Linked DNA regions of Zea mays: regions 2 and 3 are each linked to region 1. A link is a contact called in public Hi-C data. All regions are on one chromosome and are shown on one strand. Each heading gives the region's core, a stretch centred on a gene start, on an enhancer-like site or on the middle of the called end of the contact. The rest is flanking DNA. Distances are from core to core; before and after follow the strand shown. Region 1 holds the start of LOC100193376 (ubiquinol-cytochrome c reductase complex ubiquinone-binding protein QP-C). Region 2 holds the start of LOC100382294 (Major facilitator superfamily protein). Region 3 holds the start of LOC101027208 (Pyrophosphate-energized vacuolar membrane proton pump 1).

Evidence for each region. A called contact is a pair of places that touch in the nucleus more often than the background predicts.
Region 2: a Hi-C map of tassel shows a contact between it and region 1, with 3 times the contacts expected there. The contact joins the promoter of LOC100382294 here to the promoter of LOC100193376 in region 1. A contact is called at or near these places in 2 of 25 Hi-C or Micro-C datasets (ear and tassel).
Region 3: a contact with region 1 is called in a Hi-C map of tassel, with 3 times the contacts expected there. The contact joins the promoter of LOC101027208 here to the promoter of LOC100193376 in region 1. A contact is called at or near these places in 5 of 25 Hi-C or Micro-C datasets (bundle sheath, leaf, root tip and 1 more).

Annotation. Positions count from the first base shown.
Region 1 is chr6:133,814,494-133,818,685 of Zm-B73-REFERENCE-NAM-5.0, reverse strand. LOC100193376 (ubiquinol-cytochrome c reductase complex ubiquinone-binding protein QP-C) reads right to left here and starts at 1,884. Exons shown (of 2, transcript NM_001317234.1): 1 at 1,549-1,884. The coding sequence starts at 1,718.
Region 2 is chr6:134,126,835-134,131,026 of Zm-B73-REFERENCE-NAM-5.0, reverse strand. It overlaps LOC100382294 (Major facilitator superfamily protein), which reads left to right and starts at 2,342. Exons shown (of 3, transcript NM_001175044.2): 1 at 2,342-2,756; 2 at 3,828-4,192. The coding sequence starts at 2,424.
Region 3 is chr6:134,075,372-134,079,563 of Zm-B73-REFERENCE-NAM-5.0, reverse strand. LOC101027208 (Pyrophosphate-energized vacuolar membrane proton pump 1) reads right to left here and starts at 2,363. Exons shown (of 8, transcript NM_001279843.1): 1 at 2,049-2,363; 2 at 198-772; 3 at 1-91. The coding sequence starts at 2,286. It also overlaps the pseudogene LOC109940540.

The sequences.
Region 1 (4,192 bases), core at 635-3,134:
CCATCTATACTTTAACCAAAAACGAAGTATTATAAGATTCCTATGAGCATAGAGGTTGCAACTCCTAAGCTGGGCAACCTTGGATTCTGTATGTGGCCTTATTGCCCCTGAACACAAATATTATGTGATTTAACAATAGTGTTTACCAATAAATGTTAGTTCAGAATCAAAAGAACATTAGATTTGTATATGATCAATCAGATAGAAGAGGCTAAACTACTAAGCAGATTTCAAGCTACTACAAGACCGCGGAGACAAGATTAGCACCCAAATTACATGCAAAACTTGAAAACAGTACACCTAGACAAGTCTTTTAAACTAGCCTTTGAACATTCAGTCCAAAAAGCACATTAAATTAACTAATCACCATGCAAAAGTTCCAACTAGTTTGAACTTTCAAGCTACAAGGTAAAACAATCCTAAGCAATACCTTAAAACCCTACACGTTTGGGTTGGCAACACTAATCAACTAAATGGTGTGTCATGTTGGTAATAAGAGATAAAAGCATATACTGCAACCAAATCTATACTATATTAAAGCACCAGTTTTCTTGGTTCCGCGATTCCACCGTCATCACTTTTACAAAAAGTCTCATATATTTCTTTGTAATCAACCCGCCATCCCTCTGACTCGGTCGGATCTCCTGTGTCGTCCCCCTCCCCACAGGCGTGGCGAGCGTCGCCAGTGAAATATAAAAAAAATAAGTCACCAGGACAGGGATTCGAACCATGGTCTCTAGGAAGAGAGCACTCACCTCTGACCACTACAACTCATATTGGATTGTATTGTACAAAGAAATCCTATATTATATATAGAAACTGTAGCGATACACAAGCAACTAACTAGACTCTATTATATAAATCACCAGTTTCTACCTTCCACTGTCGTCGTGTGTCACCCTTTCCCTTCAGTTCACCTATCCTTTCCCCCCATATTTAAATGGTACAAAAACTAAAAATTATGCACCAATGGGGATTTAAACTGTGGTTATTGGCTCCAAACACAAATTCATACCCACCTAGCCAACACAATACGGACATCTGTGTTTTATACTCAAGCATAAATAGAAACCATAGCGTAAGGACACCTAACTAGTAACACGTTACAGGACACTTAGGCAGCGTGTTTCATCTGCACATACCTCACCTCGCTGGCATAAAACGATGGTAAAGAAATCATCAAGATGCACATATATGTGCCGCATGAAGTAGAATAAAAGCCAGGCATGACCTGTGTCTAGCTTCGTAGTTCCAATTTCCACAATCGAACCAAGGGGCAGGTCAATGCATTAGACAAATCCTTTGTACAATGTACTACTAACCCTAAACGAAACCACCAAATAAAGAAATCCTCGTTAGAACTACCAAAATCGGAGCAAATGAGAGGATCCGGGCCACCAACGCATCTAAGAAAGAGATGAATCGATCGAACCCTAACTGGATCCCCCAGCCAGCCAGCAGCAGGAGCAACCCCGATCCGACCAGATCTGGGTGAGGGGGACGAAACGCAGCCGAACGAGCTAGCACAGAAGGGGACCGGAGGCTTACTGGTAGGTGCCGACGACGGGGGTGAGGAGGAGCGTGGCGGAGATCCAGTTCTCGGTGACCTTGTGGTGGATCTTGGTGGTGATGTCCTTCCACAGCCCCGGCATTACCTTCTGCTGGAAGGGCGACAGCGCGTACACGACCGCCTTCATCCGCACCGGCGTCTTCCCCATGTTCCCCCCGCGTCGCCGGTTGTCTTCCTCCTCGGGACGGGATGCTCCGATCGCCTCACGCACGCGGCACGCCGATCGGTGGCTTCTGCTTCTGGATCGTTCGCTCGGCGGAACAACTGGGCTAGGGTTCGGTATATCGGTCAGAGATTCGATTGGGCCGGGCAAGTATTTTTGGGCCAACTGCAACGAATGGTGCTCGCTTGTTGGACACGGCTCAATTTACAGTAGAACCTGGAGTGCAAAAGTTTCATCATGTTGCCTTCGTTTGCTTCGTCCAATTTTCAGAATCCAAAATGGCAAAATTGGACACCGAAGATCTCTGAACTTACAGACAAAAATGTTATACTTTGTGTTGAGCCCACTTGGGAAGCGGACGGTCCGCCATAGTAGGCCGAGCAATCCACGGTGGTGGCGCAGACGGTTCGCGCGTGCGCAGAATTATTTAAGATTCCGAGTTTTTTTGCGGGATTTATTAGTTAAATTTGTAGAATTAACTCGAAAAACTACTTGTAATGGGTCCAGACCTCCTCCTTTATATAAATGAAGGGCTACGATCGATTGAATCCCCACAATCAATCAATTCAAATCTACTTAATCTTTTTTACCTTATGCATTACGAGTGGCTCTAGTTTAGCCCTAGTTTAGCCCCACTCTACCTCAAATCTTCATCTCTCTTCGGCTCTACGTCAACTAGAGACGTCTTGGGTGGCCTGCTGACGGCAAGACACACTCTAGGATCTCTTCTCCCCTATGGGTCCCTCTCGGGAGGTGAGATATAGGTATGTTGCGAAGAAGAAGACCCTCTGCGCCATCGCGAACCGTTCGAGCCCCGGGAACGGGCCGTCCGGACGTACGTAGAGGAGGAGTTGCTCCTGCGCTAGGTCGTGGACCGTCCGGCCATGTGCCACGGACCATCCGTTCCTTCGCAGAGGGCACCGCCAAGCGATTTGTTCCAGTGTTTGGTGCCCAGATCGGCACCAACACTTTGCACTCACGGAACCACTTATGAGGGTCAATTTGGTAGACGAGAATTGGAGGTGATCCATATGGAAGAAATTTGAATAGAAAAGGAATTCATCCTTCATGGATCCCCTCCATTTCTTTATCCACCGAACCAGCCCTAAGAGGCTCTCTAATTTCTCCTCTCTTGCATCTCCTACCGCCTTGACCCAGGGTCGGCTCTCAGCCTAAAGGCATATACAACTCAACTAAATGAGAGGGCTCTTGAGGGTCTCTAGAGTGCTAAGTGAAAAAAAATCAAGAGACGAGCTCTTCGTAAAGAGTTTGTCTCTATACATATTGTGTCTTAATTGTATTTACTATCTAAAGGCTCGGTGTTATATTATACTATCTCTTAGTTATCTCTTGTATTTATAAAACCGTTCCGGAGACTCAGGGTTGTACATGCCTTAAGAAAGAGGGGTGATCGTCTAGAGCCTAAGCATTAAGGATGTGTTTGGTATAAGGTCAAAGTAGGATAAGGCTGGGGCGACATCATCTCCTCATTTTTTTGGACCACGCCGCCACCAAAATTGCTCTGATGTTCACCTCGCCATCACGTGACTCTCATCCAAACACTATAGAAAATGTGGCCGCCCACTTCCATCCCTCCTTATACATCCAACCAAACACACCATAAAAGAATCCCAAAAAAATTCTAATATCATGTTAGTATGCTCGATCCATTTCCTAGGCAGCCACGAGAGGCCTCGACTCCACATACGCAAATAGAGTGGCAATCACGATTCACGCTGAGTTGCCAACATATGTTGTCCTGCTTAGCGATGCTGCTTCGTTGACATGATTGTGTCCAACATCATCTTCTCGGGATAAATCACGCCACCGCTAATTAGTTCGCCAATGGGTAGACAGGTTAATTAAATTTGTTCTTATGGCTTGGTTAGTGTTGGCGCTCTTTTTTGGGCCAATTACCTAACCTAGCCCATCCTGATTCCGCTCGCAAGGAGCAAATACTCAGAGTATTCTTTGCATGAGCATGGACCGTCCACCTTAGACGCTTGGACCATTCGCGACTTGCGCAAAGGGTTCGCTCTTCTTTGTAGGGCGGTGAACCGTCTGCTCAGGGCGTCCGAATCGTCCACGCGTGCGTAGAGGCTGTGATGATCTTCTACAAAACATGAATCTTGTCCTCGAGAGGGGCCATGTTAGGAGGAAAGATTCTAGGCTTGTCAGGCCACCCCTCTAAACAACGTCAAGCCAAGGAGAGCTGAAGATTGGGGATGAAGAAGACTAATCTAAACTAAGTCACTGCTACTCCTAGGGTAAGAATGTAAAATAACTGGTAAATAAATTGATTTCATTGATTAGGCAATGCCTCAATCGACTGTACCCCATCATATATATAGGGATGAAGGTCTAGACCCGTCCCAAGATGCTTCCCAATAGATTCTCGTGCCATTAGCTAGATAAGCACGTGCGGGGGTAAGGACACTCGCCTGAATTAATCTAATTGT
Region 2 (4,192 bases), core at 1,093-3,592, 310 kb before region 1:
CCTCTCATCTATGGTGATCTTCTGAGGTATTCCGAGTCTGTATATGATATGTTCTTTCACAAACATGATCACATACTTAGTCGTTACATTCTTCATTCATCAGGATGGCTTCTACTAACTTGGTAAAATAGTCACTGGCTACCAATATCACTACTGGTGGATGGATTGATTTGGCCGATCATGTAAATGCCAAACCCTCGGAATGGCCATTGTTTGATGATGGGATTCAAAGCACTAGCTAAAGAAATTTGAGTGACCTAATTTTTTGGCATTCTTGATAGCCTCTATAATATTTAAAACAATATTCGAGAAGCGTCGGCCAATAGTAGCCAGACCTCCTAATTAACCATTTCATTTTATGAGGTAACTGGTGTGTGCCACACGTAGCCAGACCTCCTGGTTAACCACTTCATTTTATAAGTCGATTTGTGTGTGCAACATACGCCTTCGTATACGTCATGCATCATCTCCAATGCTTGGGTGGGGCACAACATTTCATCAGTAGTCCTTTTAAGTTGCTCAAAGTTTTCCTCCACTAGCAATATGAGATTAATCTCTTAACTCTCTAGCATTTATTTTGGATCACAAATTATTAATTAAATCAAATAATCCAATCTATTTAAGTATAACAGAACGAACATGGTGAATGCGTGCACAAGATGGCTCTGGACTGGATTACTTACATTGTAGCTGGAGCTAAGGACCTCATAGTGCATTTTTTGCCTATGGGAATGTGTGTTTTGCAGGGGAAGTGGGTCAGTTTCCTAAAGCTAGGAGAGGAATGGAGATGCAAGGCGTTGAGTGTTGGATGTTTCGTTAAGTTACAATTGTTGTGTTCTTTTAAGATGTTTTCTGTGCTTGAATGTTAGGTTATAAAATGGCTGAAACGAGGCCCTAAAATTCTATTTTTAAAAAAACTCAAAAACATTTTAAAATACTAAAATACTCAAAAATTTTAAATATTTTAAAATATATGTGTTTTAAAGTATAGAGAATGCAACTTCATCCTTTCTATATAAATATCCTTTTTTTCCTTTTCTCTATTTATTTTGTACATAAACGATAAACTAAATGAAACTAAAGTATGTATAAGATCTATATTGTACTTAAACGAGAAACTAAATAAAAGTAATATAAAGATATTTAAAGGTATGATAAATACATACCTATAATAATTTGAGGAAAAAATATCTATAATATATATTTAGTATATAGATGATGAGATATATAGTCTGTTCGCTTCGAATTAAAGTCAGCAGTTCGGACTGATGTGGCTGTAATACATAGAGACAAAACATTTTAGAAACAGTAGAGCTGTTTTAAATTAAAGCCAAGCGTTCGTTTCAGATTAAAGCCAAGTAAACTGTTGGGGACAGAAAACGTCCTCGCGGACGATTCGGCCCTGAGGCCAGACGGTCCGGGGTCCTGACAGTCCGCTGTGGTGGCGCGGACGGTACACGTGTGCGTAGGATCAGTTAGGGTTCTGAGTTTCTTACGCGATTTGTTAGCTAAATTTACGGGATTAACTCGGGAAACGACTTATAACGGCTCCAGACCTCCCCTTTATATAGATGAAGGACTACGACCGATTAAACGTCTCACAATCGATCAAATCAAATCTATTTATCAATTTTACCTTTTCTTTCTTCCAATTCCTAGGAGTAGGAGTAATTTAGCCTTAAGATTAGATTTAGTTTAGTCTTCCACAACAATCTCTATTCGACTCTACGCTGATTAGAGGAGCACCGGGCGGCCAGCCGATTCAGAGCAACCCCTTGGAACCCTCTTGACGTGATCTCTTTCAGGGCGAGCTCTAGGGTTCTTCGCGGAGAAAAAGACCCTCTGCACTATCGCGGACCGTCCGGCCTAAGACGTGGACCATCCGAAAACGTGCAGAGAAGGAGCCGCTCCTGTGTCAGATCGCGGACCGTTCGTGTCTCCGTAGAGAGCCCCACCAGGCGACCCGTTTCCATGTTTGACGTTTGCACGTTGATAAAAGACGGTGCTGCTGGAGACGAATGAGGTAAAAAAAAATAAGAAAATGACATACAAGATATTGTTTAATATAGTCATCGCGGCCACTCAAGCTGGCCGGTGCCACCGACCGTCGCCATCGAAATCGCGATGGTTTGAGCCTTTGAGATCCGCGTCGCTGTTTGTGTACATCCAATTTCGTCGCATTTCGCGCACACGGCCCCGACCCAAAACAGCAAACCCCAGCTCCAAGCGAAGCTAACCAGCTCCCAAAGTTCCAAGCCCACCGGCCATCGCCCGGCGCGGCGCCTGCACACAGCCATAAAAAAGAGCTTATTACAAAAATCCTCGCCGACCCGCGATCCCGACCGCAGCTCCCCTCTCCCTATCCATCCAGGCCATCCGCTGTACATCACGCACGTTGGTCGGTGCTCCCCTCGGCGAGCGAGATGCGTGGGCCGGCGTCGGTGAAGGCGGGGAGCCGGCCGCCGTGGCTGGGACTGGGGGCGGCCGCATGGGTGCAGGTCGCGGGCGGCGCCGGCTCCACGTTCGCGCTCTACTCGCACGCGCTCAAGGTCGCCCTCGGCGCCGACCAGAGCCGGCTTGCGCTGCTCGGGGTCGCCTGTGACGTCGGCGAGAACCTCGGCCTGCTCCCGGGGGTGCTCTGCAACCGCCTCCACCCCGCGCTGCTCCTCATCATCGGCGCTGGCGCGTGCCTGCTCGGGTACGGCACCGCGTGGCTCCTCGTCTCTGGCGTCGCGCCCGCGCTGCCTTACTGGCTGGTGAGCTGCCGCCGCTATCGCTCTTCGTTTTGCTACTTCTCATCAATTTACTGATTGATTTTTCTTTTTTTTTCTATTTTTTTGCGAAAAACATTACTGATCGATTTTTTAAGATCCAGTTTATGCGTCAGTTCTAGATCGTGAAACGGAAGTTGCATTACTCTGTTGATGTTAAGTTTTTCGTAGAAGGCATTGTTTTTTTTGTGGCAAATGGTCACTTTTTTTTTGGCACTTTTGCGCTGTGCAAGTAAATATAATATATGGACTGTTATGCTGATGCTGGAATTTATTCTCCATATTATTTTTAGCTCTCTATTTAACTATATATTTATATTTTTATAAAGATTACACTTGCATCACACTTCAACAAACTATATATCTAGTTTAGCTAGTCAGGTGGCTAGCTAAGTTTAGCCAATGATGGAGCCAATTTGACGAGTCGGATAGCGAGACAAGTCAGATAGCTAGTCTGTTGAAGAGTTATTTTGTTGTTTAGTAGTCAAAATTTGATTTGACGAGTCATTTGGCTAGTCTCTTAGAGATGCTATTATCCTAAAAATGGTAAACGCCTTATGGTATAAGCAAGCTTGAGGGTAAATAGAAGTCTCTGTAATTCCATAAACAAATGGGCCGGAGTTAGGCTGCCTGCCATACACTAGCAAACAATCCTCGCAAAAACACACACACTAGCAAACAAGTTTTGACTGCACATGGGTCAATAAAATCACTGTCACTTAGTTTACCTGCAATATGCACGTATCTAGGACTTTTACACGCCGTGTCTCAATGGAGGGTCGGGTGTTCTAGAATTAGCACCACTCTTCTTTCCCCTTTAAGGCTTCAAGTGAGGTTAGCTTTTTGCTAGCTTCAACTTGAAACAAGTTTTTTTCACTTACTCTGAGCAGTATATTCCCAGTCCGGGATACATGCTGACTGGAATTAAGCTAAAACCGACGTGATTCACGGGAATAACTAATTAGTGTCAGTTTTGGCCTTATTCCCATCGGTTCTCGGCAGACGGGAATTTACCGAATTTACTGTTGTGAAACTGACTAATGACCCTACTTACAGATATGGTTTGGGTTATGTCTTGCTACCAATGGTGGCGCGTGGTTGGCGACTGCTGTTCTAGTGACAAACATGAGGAACTTCCCAGTCAGCAGAGGTGCTGTTGCTGGCATTCTGAAAGGGTACTCGGGTTTAAGTGCTGCTGTTTACACCGAAATATACACTGGAGTGCTCCGTGATTCACCCATCAACCTTTTGCTCTTTCTTACTCTCGGAATTCCTGCTGTGTGCCTTCTGGCAATGTACTTTGTTCAGCCTTGTGAACCCTCTCTGGTGGAGACGAATGCAGAGCAAGTCCATTTTATGTTTGCGCAAGTGGCAAGTGTTTTTCTTGGGGTTTATCTGGTTGGGGCTACGATATTGGATCA
Region 3 (4,192 bases), core at 1,114-3,613, 260 kb before region 1:
CAGCACAGGAAGACTCTGCATATGACCCAAAGAGATCAGATCCCATTCCAGCAATGTCACCAACATTGTCACCGACATTATCAGCAATCACCTGCAAAATAAGATTTAGAAGTTCAGGGAAGAAAATGGCAAGTAATAATGATTGTGTAGTTCCTAGAATTGTTTTAAAATGAACACTATATGCCAAGAAAACTTACAGCTGGGTTCCTAGGATCATCCTCAGGAATGTTCCTCTCGACCTTTCCAACAAGATCAGCACCAACGTCAGCAGCCTTTGTGTAGATGCCTCCACCAACTCTTCCAAAGAGAGCCATGGACGACCCACCAAGGCCATAGCCAGTGATAGACTCAAAAAGACCCTCCCAGTCATCACCGTAATACAACTTAAATACATTAATGGTGATGTACAGAACCACAAGCCCACTTGATGCAAGCAGGAAGCCCATAACAGCACCAGAGCGAAAAGCGGTGATAAAAGCCTTGCCAACACCCTTCCTAGCTTCCAGGGTAGTTCTGGCATTCGCATATGTGGCAATCTTCATGCCAAGGAAACCGGAGACCAGAGAGGTGATGGCTCCAAGCAAGAAGGACACAGTGCTAAAGAGTGCAGTGAACAGTGCAGGCTTGCAGTACTTGTCCTTGCTATAGGTGCAGGGCTGGCTCTTCGTGCTGAATCCCTCAACCGAACCAAGGAAGAGGAAGATCACAACAGCAAAGATGGACATGAAGATACCAACATATTGGTACTCAGTGAAAAGAAACGATGTTGCTCCTGTCCATAAAAGAGAAGACAATTTTAGATGTCAATCATATGGTTAGGATCACTAGGATGTAAGCTACAGACAATACAATGGCACACTAGTCTATTCAGAAAGAATAGCAAAACTACTGGTCCAGTTTTATCTTTCCAGTATCATCAAATAAATGAGTGATTAACACAGACTGACACATCCAACATCCATTTGTCAACCACACAGGGAAGTAAACAAACTAAAGGCCCCTCAACCAAATAACTCCAAAAGTGCTTATTTTCATGTGTCCCTGTCTCAACCATATAAAATAGCGCCTAACACCAAATTATGGGACATGTAACTGATCAGCACTACTGCACTAGACAATTGCTGATCTAAATGGGAAGCTCAGAGCGCAGTGAACAAGCGACACATGGGTGACAGATGACAGAGAATCCCCATCTCTTACCCAGGAACTTCCAGGTCTAGATCTACCTAGTGCACTAGAGACATTGGAGCCCTTGTATTGAGTAATGGTAGCTTATGTCAGCCAAATGGTGATCTGCCTAACTTGCTACGTTTTGGTCTACAAGAAAGGCACAAGGTAAGATCAGAGACCATGTCAACTGAAAGCCGCTAGGCATTAAAAGAACTGGGCTTTACTGCAGCACCGACACAGGGGCAAGAACGCCGCTAGGCATTAAAAGAACACTTCATCGCTAGATCCATCAGCGCCACTACAAGCATCTAAAGCCAAAGCCCAGATTCACACGTCCAAGGGGTGAGAAAAGGGATTATTTGCCAGCCACACTTGGGACCCATGAATCGAATATAGCAAAACAACAGTAACACATCACATGAGCCCCCACTTAAAAATCCACGTTGTGGGACAGGTGCCAGTAGCAACCAAAAATATCATAGAAAATGTGCATGGTTTGAACTTTTGAAGGGGGTACACCAATTGGCAGCCCCCACAGAGGTACCGACACCCCCACGCAGATATTTGTCTTCCATTCCGTAAAAAACACGCAGACCGAGTTTCAGTCCTAATAAAATCATGATTTTGTGCTATCTACGCGGTAGCTATGACATTTGAGCTCACCCAAGCACCCAACCTAATGATAGGAACTTCACCGCCATCAGCGTGAAATCCACCAAATAAACGAACGGATAACAAAAAAAAAAGTCCCGACCTACTAAAAACGGCATCTACTAAAAACGTAAACCTCTGTTGGCAAACGCGCCAGAGCAACATGAAATGAGCGGATCTAAGCGAACTGAGCGGCAGCCCCAGATCTGAGGAATCCCCGGCCTCACCTTCGGAGATAGCGGTCTGGATCTCGGCGCACTTGACGACGACGTTGTGGTCGTTGAGCCCCTCCTCCTCCTCGATGAGGTAGTCGCCGTAGCCGTTCTTGCTGCCGCCGGACGCGGCTGCAGCCGGGGAGAGCTTCACCCGCGACACGAGCACCCACTGCACGACGGCGAAGGCGATGCCGATGACGGCGGCGACGGGGATGAACACCTCGGTGGCGAGCGCCGAGAGGATCGCCATGGCGGCGACAAAACCCTAAACTCTACGCGGGGAACGCACGAAGGCGAGGGCGGCGGCCGTGTGGGAGACGCGTCACGCTCTCTGCAGCTCTCTTCCCTGAGCTCGGGGCGCGTGTCTTATATAGCGGGGAAGGTGCATGTGGAAGGGGAGTGTGGAATGGATGGAGGTGGCCAGGAGAGAAGGGGCGGGTCGTGAATGCGATTAACTTGGAAGGGTTAGGTGTAAAAGCTGCAGGCCTGTGTGTCAGTGTCTGTGGGCTGTCCTGTTTTAGAGCCTTTTGCTGGTGGGCTGGCCCGGGATGGCAGGTGGGCTCAGGGGATAATATATTTCTCTTCTTCGGTACACTATGTGCTCGTGCGTTGCCATGAGATGTGGAGCATAAGAGCGGCGTCTAGGTTACAAATATATTTTTTGTTTATTTTTAAACACTAAGATATATGTGGTCTGTTGATTAGTCCTAAATTTCTATAGCATAGGGGTGTGAGTTCAAGTACTTGTTCTGTACTATATTTTGCGGACGCTGGATGTGAGGAGGGTGATGAATTAGCTAGCTTGTTTACGGATCCAACAGGAACGGGCAGAATTAGCTGCATATTAGGAGTATATCAGTGTTTTTCCCTGTGGCTATGCTGCTGCATTGTCGTAGTGCGGCGGGGAAAACAGAATTTGGCTCCACGCGTCGAGGGTCTGCTACGGTGGCAACACAACGCGCGCATGGCATGGAGGCCAGAGTCGGGCCTGGTGGTGACATGTTTCAGGCTTAGTGCACACCTGTCCCGTGCAGCCATCCTGGACGGCGGTCTCTCTCACGCAGACGTCAGCTAAACGCTGCCCAGCCCAGCTGCTGTAGGCAGAGAGAAAAAGACGGGAACCCACAACAAAGCTATGCAAACCAAACCGTGTGCTCTGTTTCGGCCGACTCGGCCACGAAAAGAAAACCCCGGGCGCCACGCGGAAAACCACCGGACGACCCGACGCTTATCGCCTCCGCGCTCCGCTTTATTATCAAAAGATCCTAGCAGCACAAGCTGCCTTGCCCTTCGGTGATCACAAGGACAGCATTCGAGCAGCAGCAAGACGACGCAGGTTCAGCGACCGGTTTCCACGATGTGCCGCGCCACAGCGATAGAGGGCGGCTTCCTCCGCCCGCCCCCGTCCCGGCGCCTCGACGTCCGCGCTTTCTACCTTCGCCTCTCCTCCTGCTCCGCCACGACGCCCGCGGAGCTCACGTTGGCCTACCACCCGGCCATCGGGGGTGCGGCGCAGGGGCTAAACGGTCGCGCGCTCCCGCCAGCCGCGCCCGCCAAGGTCACGCTCCGTCGGGTCGCCGCCGCCGAGGGCGCGCGGTTCAAGGTGCTCGTCGCCGCCGGGGAGGAGGTCGCAGCGGAGGGCGTCTTCTCCGCGCAACGCGAGGGGGTGTGGCACGTGGAGTGCCGTGGGGCGCTAGCTTCACCGAAGGTGTGCGTGGCGGAGGTGGTGGTGCTCGCGGAGGGCGGTGTGCTGATGCAGGACAGGGCCCGCGCGGCCGAGCCACCCGGCTGGAGGGGATACCGGAGGAGGACGCCACCACGGGCCTCTGCGTCTGGTTCCGCTGCGAGTGCGACGACGACGGGTGGGAAGTGGTCGGGGACGCGGAGGAGGAGGAGTAGGAGGTCGAGATGGAGAAGGTGCGGTGGGCGATGGAGGTGGGCCGTGTGCCTCGGCGTTGGCCTCTTCGCCACGGCCGCGTGCTTTCTCTACGTCGGTGTGGGGCCGTTGGGCCATCACGCGCGGTAGGCGGAGGCGGGGGCATGGCCGCGCCAGGCGCCCACACTGCATTCTTAATTAGTAGTAGGGATACAGTGGAATATCTGGATCAAAGGTAAGGGAGTGAGCTGGCACTGACGTGTCTTTTGCTTTCAACGTT